Linked DNA regions of Mus musculus: region 1 is linked to region 2. Evidence: chromatin contacts called from public Hi-C data. All regions are on one chromosome and are shown on one strand. The core of a region is the stretch at or near the end of the contact, and the rest is flanking DNA. Distances in the headings are between cores, read along the strand shown. Region 1 overlaps Scp2 (sterol carrier protein 2, liver). Region 2 overlaps Slc1a7 (solute carrier family 1 (glutamate transporter), member 7).

Region 1 (3,147 bases), core at 342-2,841, 87 kb before region 2:
TGTGCACTGCCTTGCTGCTGTGTTCTTCTTTTGTTTCTTCTTTGGTTCATTTATTATCATTTAAGAAATGATATAAAATAAATTTATATCATTTATTCATTTCTCTCTTCTATGGAACCATTTCTCTATGAAAGTCTGTCACAGATGCTCAGGGGTGTGATGGAAGCATCTTCCATTTGCCAGAGTCTGCCCTCCAGGGTTGTCACACCCTCATATTTAATTTAAGTCTTTTGCAAGATTTATTTTAATTTCACTTATGTATTTATTTTATTCATTTGTTTGTTTATTCAAGACAGGGCTTCTCTGTGTAGCCCTGGCTGTTCTGGAACTCACTCTGTAGATCAAGATGGCCTCAAACATAGATTTGCCTGCCTCTGCCTCCTGAGTGCTGGGGTTAAAAGCATGTCTCCCCCCAACCCCACCTTGGTTTATTTTTAATTATGTGTGAGTGTGTATATTTACCATCAAGATATAAAGGTCAGCTGGGCACTGGTAGTGCATGCTTTTAATCTGAGCACTTTGGGGAGGCAGGCAGATCTCTGTGAGTTCTAGGCCAGCCTGGTCTACAGAACTAGTTCCAGGACAGACAAGGCTACACAGAGGGGTAGAGGTGGGAGGGACTACATGTCTTTATTGAACCTTTAGAGATATCTTGCTGTGTAGAGATATCATTTCTGTGGCTCATAGGCACCACAGGTGATTAGGTCTGTTGATCCTGGCCCTCCTCCCACTTCCAGCTTGCATAGCATAGCACCTTCTGGTACTATGAAAGCTAGGCCCCAGGAGGCTTTTGGATTAGTTCCAGCTCGACTTCTCGAGTCCTGTGTTCAAGTGTGTGTGCTATCTTTCGCAATAGACACTTACCTTTGACTTCTGGGATGAAATCAAGCTTGATCTCCCTGGACCAAACAATTCATGCATGGCACAGGGCTTTTTATTAGATAGTCTGTGGCTCCTGGAACGGGCACTATTACCCCAAGTGGTATGGCATCACTTAAACAAAGTGTATATACATATGTATGTATGCAAATACACTTATATGTATTACATGTATTTTAAGTAAATATAAAATAAGAATTCCTTATGACTACTTCAAATATTTTTAGTGTTGTAGATCATTCCCTACGCCCACCTCATTTTCCCACTTCATATCACAAGCATCTTGAGTTCAATTTGATCTCATTGCTTTTTCAAAATGTCCCATCTCAAAATTTTCTTTCACTTTTTATTTTATTTTATTTATTTATTTATTTGAGACAGAATCTTGCTGTGGCATTGGCTGTCCTGGAACTCAAACTGTAGACCAGGCTGGCCTTGAACTCTCAAGAGATCCGCCTGCCTGTCTTCTGAGTGCAGGGTTTAAAAGTGTGCACCACTAGACACTGTGTTTTCCATTTCAACACACCCGGAAAAAAATGGGTTGAAAATGCAAGTGTTGATTTCCTGAACTCGAGTCTTTCTTAAATGCTAATTCTCTTAGCGTGGGAACTAGCTGTGAATCTTGGGCTTTAAGCTCTGCAGGCGTGCGTGGCTTTGGCGGGAAGTCCCAACTAGCGGCTCGCTGGCGCGGGTGGGCGGAGTCTGCGCTCTAACGCGGCCCGGGACGCTCTGTGCTCGACTCGCCAGGTCTGGCTCAGTGCGCGGAGCTCTGCTGGCAGCTGAGAGGCGAAGCCGGAAAGAGGCAGGTTCCCGGGGCAAAGGTGGCTCTGCAGCACAATCTAGGCCTCGGAGGAGCTGTGGTTGTCACCCTCTACAGGATGGGTTTTCCCGAAGCTGCCAGGTAAGTGACATTCTAAGTTCTGTCACTTTTGTCCTCATGCTTTACAATAAGTGACGCTTGCATATTAAAAAAAACAAACAACAACAACAACAACAAAAACCAAACCCCAACCACATATTAAGCATTTAAGGGAAAGTATGACATAACTTCGTTAACGTGGTTTTAAAAGTTAAGACTTAGTTTTTAAGCCGAGACAACCTTAGGAAAATTTGTTCAGAAAGAGGCAGCGAAGCCAGGAGTGCTGGCCCACAAGCCTGCGGAATGTAGACTAGTCACCTTTTGCTTGCCTTTCTCACAGTTGGCTTTCTCCTTGGCTTCTGGCTGCTGTCAGAGAAAGCCACCAACTACATGTGCCATTGGAACCTGGAAAATGTGTTTCTGAATCAAGCCCTCGTTGCTGTTGGAATTCCAGGGGCTTGCTTGCTTCCTGTCTTTGCAGTCTCTGCCTCTGTCGTTACCTCTTGTCCCAGCCTTCTGGGATTCCTGTTTTCCTTGCAGCCTCTCCGGGTTCTCTTCCTCCTTTTCCAAGGCCCAGCGTTCCTCTGTGTGCGTGGTTTCCAACCACCTGTACTAGCTACTATGTATACCCTCTTGAATCTTCCTAGCATTCCCTCCACTGGCTCCTTGCCCCTGTTATCTTACACCAGAGAATCTTTCTTAGTCCACAAAATCTTTTTTTCCTCTTGCTTTAATTATTCTCTTTCATGATGAGCCTTTCGCAGTGAACCACCTCAGGGTCTGTTTGGAGGTCTGGTGTGTTCTGAGTTGATTATCCTTGGCTAGCTATGTCTTTCCTCCTTTAACCACCCTGTAACTTTTTAACACGAATGTGCTCCTTTTCTCTTGAAATTCCTGGTGATTACTTAATCGTTTTCTTATACAGTTTGTCCTACAAAGGATAGGGGCCACTATCTACTATATAGTCTTTAACTTTTACAAACTTCGGGATGGTTTTTCCTCTCTCTGGTCTCACTCTTCTTTTTCTGCCCAGAATTTTGTTTTTGTTTCAAACATTAAGATAACATCTTAAACTTAAGAGTTTCTTCTTTCAAATACCCATGCTCTTTTGCAGTCCTTAGAGGGCTCATCTTGTTTCTTCCTCAATCTGATTCATCAGTTCTATGCTGATGACCCTGGAACACCATGCAGTTCACACTTGAGATGAAACCCCTTAGGGGAAAAATAATCAAGCTATGAAAAGCCAACACAGTCAGTATAATTGTCATAGATATTTCGTTTTCTTTAGAGTAAAATTAGGAAGTTTGTCCACAGCCTTTTTTTTTTTTTTTAAGCAGTCTCACACCTTAGACCAGACCAGGCTAGCTTTGTATTAGAGGCAGTGAGTTTCTTGCTTCACCATTTTAGTA
Region 2 (3,069 bases), core at 299-2,798:
AAGTTACTGAAGTCACATAGTGAGCACTCAGGTGTCCAGTAGGACTCCTGCTACCAGCAGACCTGAGGACAGGAATGAACCTGAGTCCCTGGGCTGAGTGAGGCCTTGGGTCTGACCTTAGCTGAGTTCTCAGGCCATATGAAGTCTACCCTGCAGGCAAGGAGGTATGACTAAGAAGGGGTCTGGGCCATGAGTGAGAGGGTCTCCTGTCAGCCTTTCTAAAACCCACTCCCTAGCAGACAGCAGGCACAGTCTCTGACAGCAAGCGCCACGTTAGCGCCTAGTTCCACTTCCCAGATGGCTCTGCCACACCCCTAATCCCCCAAGCAATTCTAAGGCTTGGGGCAGGATGTCTTGATGCCAGTTCACTAAAATGTGGGCCATCTGGTCCCAGGAATCCCTCCAAAGTGCAGAAACTCCCCTCGAGCCTCTACTTATACCACACTGGGTCAGCAGCCACCACGGGCTGGTTCTGTTCATTAGGAAGTACTTTTCTTGGAGCCAGGGTAAAAAAATCTACCTCCAGGGGGAGAGGATCTCTTGTAGATACAGCCTCCCTTTGCAGCTGTGCAGAACAACCCTCTCTGATTCCTAGGTGGGATCCTATAGAGCTGCCTCCCTCCCTCATGGTACAGAAGGCTGAGGAGAGGAGGGTACAGGCTCCACCAGGAGTAATGACTTGCTAAACATACCTGCCAGACTGGCCAGGACCAGACCTTGCTCAGAAAGACCGCTCCTGAGGAAAGAGACGGCCCTGGGCATACAGAGGAGTTTCTCCTAACACTCCTCTTTCGGGGCTGACGGGGTCTGTCCCAAAGCTTAGAATGGAGCTGTCTGACTGAGTCTCTCCTTGGCAGTGAGTCTCCATAGGAAGATGGTAGGAACTCTTTCAAAACCACTCATCTCCCCTTCGCTGTATACATGTTATCACACCAACTACATTGGGTACTTGCCCTGAGTATTTGGGGGTCCCGGAAATGAATGAGGGGTTTGTGGTCACTGGGAATCTTGTTTAGCAGGTACAAGGCCTGCAGTGTAACAACAGACCTCTGGGTCACCACCGTGACTGAGAGAGACCAAAAGCAATCGGTAACCCATGAGGAAACCACCCTCTCAGAGGTGGCTGCCCAATTGAATCCTGGGAAGGTGAGCAGGAAGCAGAAAGGGATGAAGTAAGACTGTGGGCATCTAGGATGGATGGAGACTTTCTGAGTCCCCGGGCTGAAGGTCTGCCCTACTATATAGCTCCTAGCTGAGCTGTGTTTTCTCTCTTGATCAGCAAAGATCTCAGCTGATGAGGCAAGGGAGACAAGAAAGATTCCCAGCTCCCATGGAAGGAGTGGCAGGGCCTAGCTCAGAAAGGCTAGCCCGACTTTAAGGTTGAATCCAGAGGTGCAGGCAATACCAGGTTTGACATTTAGTCTGTGGCCACCTCCAGCCTGCAGCCTGCCTCAAAGCTTGGAGAAGCTGCTCTGAATACTGGCTCCCAAACCAGACTTCAAGACTGCTTGGCCCAAGCCCATCTCCGAGGAGTCAGAACGTGGGTGTGTGGAGCAGTCTGCCAAACTAGAGTGCCTCAGCAAGGGGGAGAATGGGTGGGGAGACACTTTGGACCAAACATGATTTCCTGATTCTCAGAAATTTCCGTTGAAAATTCTTACAAGAAACAGGAAAGAAAACAATATTTACGTGGGCATATGAATGCATCGCACACTTGCTACACACACACACACACACACACACACACACACACACACACACATGTGACATCTCTATGAGGCAGAGCTAACAAAACACCCTGCCTTGTTCAGCCTCAGTGAATCACAAACACATGGCTTCAGTTTCCTTGAATGATGCCTGGTTTGAGAAACTGGAGAGGGGTGGGGAGGAGGATGGGGGGTGGGGGACAAGGGAGAATTGGAGGCTCTGGCTGAATCCAGATGTTGGACTAACCACCCCCAGTTTTTGTGTTGTTCTTGTCTGTGGATGTGTGAAATCGAGGCACAGTTGACATCCTAAGGTTAACCCTGGTGAAGCCACAATGGGCCACACACACACACACAGACACAGATACAGACACACACACACACACACATATGTACACATAGACACACACAGAGAGACACAGACACACATATACACGCATACACACACATGCACACATACACACACACACACACACATACACACATAGGCACTTGAGCACACACACCACCTGGTAGGCCCTGCCTTGTAAATTTGCACTTACTCTGTATCTATTTTATGGCAGAGGCTAAGAACACTGTAAATAACACAGTCTGAGGCTATGTCATTTACAGAGCCCTAGATGCAATAAATAAATAAATAAATAAATAAATAGCCCCAGTGGTGTGTCTAGGAGCATTGCAGGAACCAGGATGGGAAGGCTCAGCTGCAGCCCCCAGTGGAAGTGTGTAACAAGAGCCTCAGGCACTGGTACAGGGTGGAAACTCTTATGACATTTTGTTGAATAAAACCCAAAACAAGTAGGAAGCAGATTTGTTTTCGTGGAAGAACCAGGAAGGTATCCTTCAAGAACTTAAAGGAACAGAAAACTGTGGGTGGTTTTTTCTTTTTTCTGTCAGTCTATGAATGTGAAAGGAAAGGGCTATGCACAGAGAGCATCCTTGCTGGGGTAAAGTGGGAAAGGATGGTTTCTAGGTCCAGGAGCATACGTGAAGGGAATCAAGGATGGATAGAATTGCAGAACACAGCTCAGAATAGCAAACCACTTGCTGCCCACTTAAGCAGCATCCCTCAGGGAGGGCCTGACATAGGTTAAGGATACTGCAGTAACAGATTCTGTCTGCCAGACCATCACTGTCATGTGACACGGGAGTTTTTCAGTTTTGAATGAGGTGCCAATACTCAGTGATAGAGACAGGGGGTCTTCTTGCAGCCACTTCCACTTTGAGGAAAAAATTTCTCAGTGGCAGGTATGAGGTGAGGAGGGGCTTGCTGGCCAGGGCAAGGGACTCTTTGTGGTTTGATGAAAGAACTGCAAATGTGTGGAAAGATAGATCAGTTTGCAATAGAGGCTCAAGGACCCTG

The links. Hi-C and Micro-C count contacts between places; a contact is called where the count stands out from the background.
Region 1: a Hi-C map of uterus shows a contact between it and region 2, with 2.8 times the contacts expected there. The contact joins two enhancer-like sites. A contact is called at or near these places in 3 of 39 promoter capture datasets (the 3T3-L1 cell line, 3T3-L1-derived adipocytes and cranial neural crest), 2 of 15 datasets of contacts at CTCF or cohesin (the NIH/3T3 cell line and pro-B cells), 6 of 484 Hi-C or Micro-C datasets (the HL-1 cell line, the MNK3 cell line, cerebral cortex and 3 more), 3 of 115 datasets of contacts at active chromatin or transcription factors (CD8 T cells, effector CD8 T cells and embryonic stem cells) and 1 of 9 other capture datasets (adipose tissue).

Annotation. Positions count from the first base shown.
Region 1 is chr4:108,069,890-108,073,036 of GRCm38.p6, reverse strand. Scp2 (sterol carrier protein 2, liver) reads left to right here. Exons shown (of 16, transcript NM_011327.4): 12 at 1,627-1,780. Among named protein-coding and RNA genes, the nearest start is that of Mir6397, 16 kb to the left of the region's middle. Within about 2 kb of position 1,591, at least 364 of the 459 cell types and tissues checked have an H3K27ac peak or open chromatin away from gene starts, as enhancers often do. A contact at or near this core is called in the NIH/3T3 cell line, adipose tissue, cerebral cortex and 1 more, where this site is marked.
Region 2 is chr4:107,983,245-107,986,313 of GRCm38.p6, reverse strand. All of the region lies in intron 2 of Slc1a7 (solute carrier family 1 (glutamate transporter), member 7), which reads right to left. Among named protein-coding and RNA genes, the nearest start is that of Slc1a7, 16 kb to the right of the region's middle. Within about 2 kb of position 1,548, at least 80 of the 459 cell types and tissues checked have an H3K27ac peak or open chromatin away from gene starts, as enhancers often do. A contact at or near this core is called in the NIH/3T3 cell line, adipose tissue, cerebral cortex and 1 more, where this site is marked.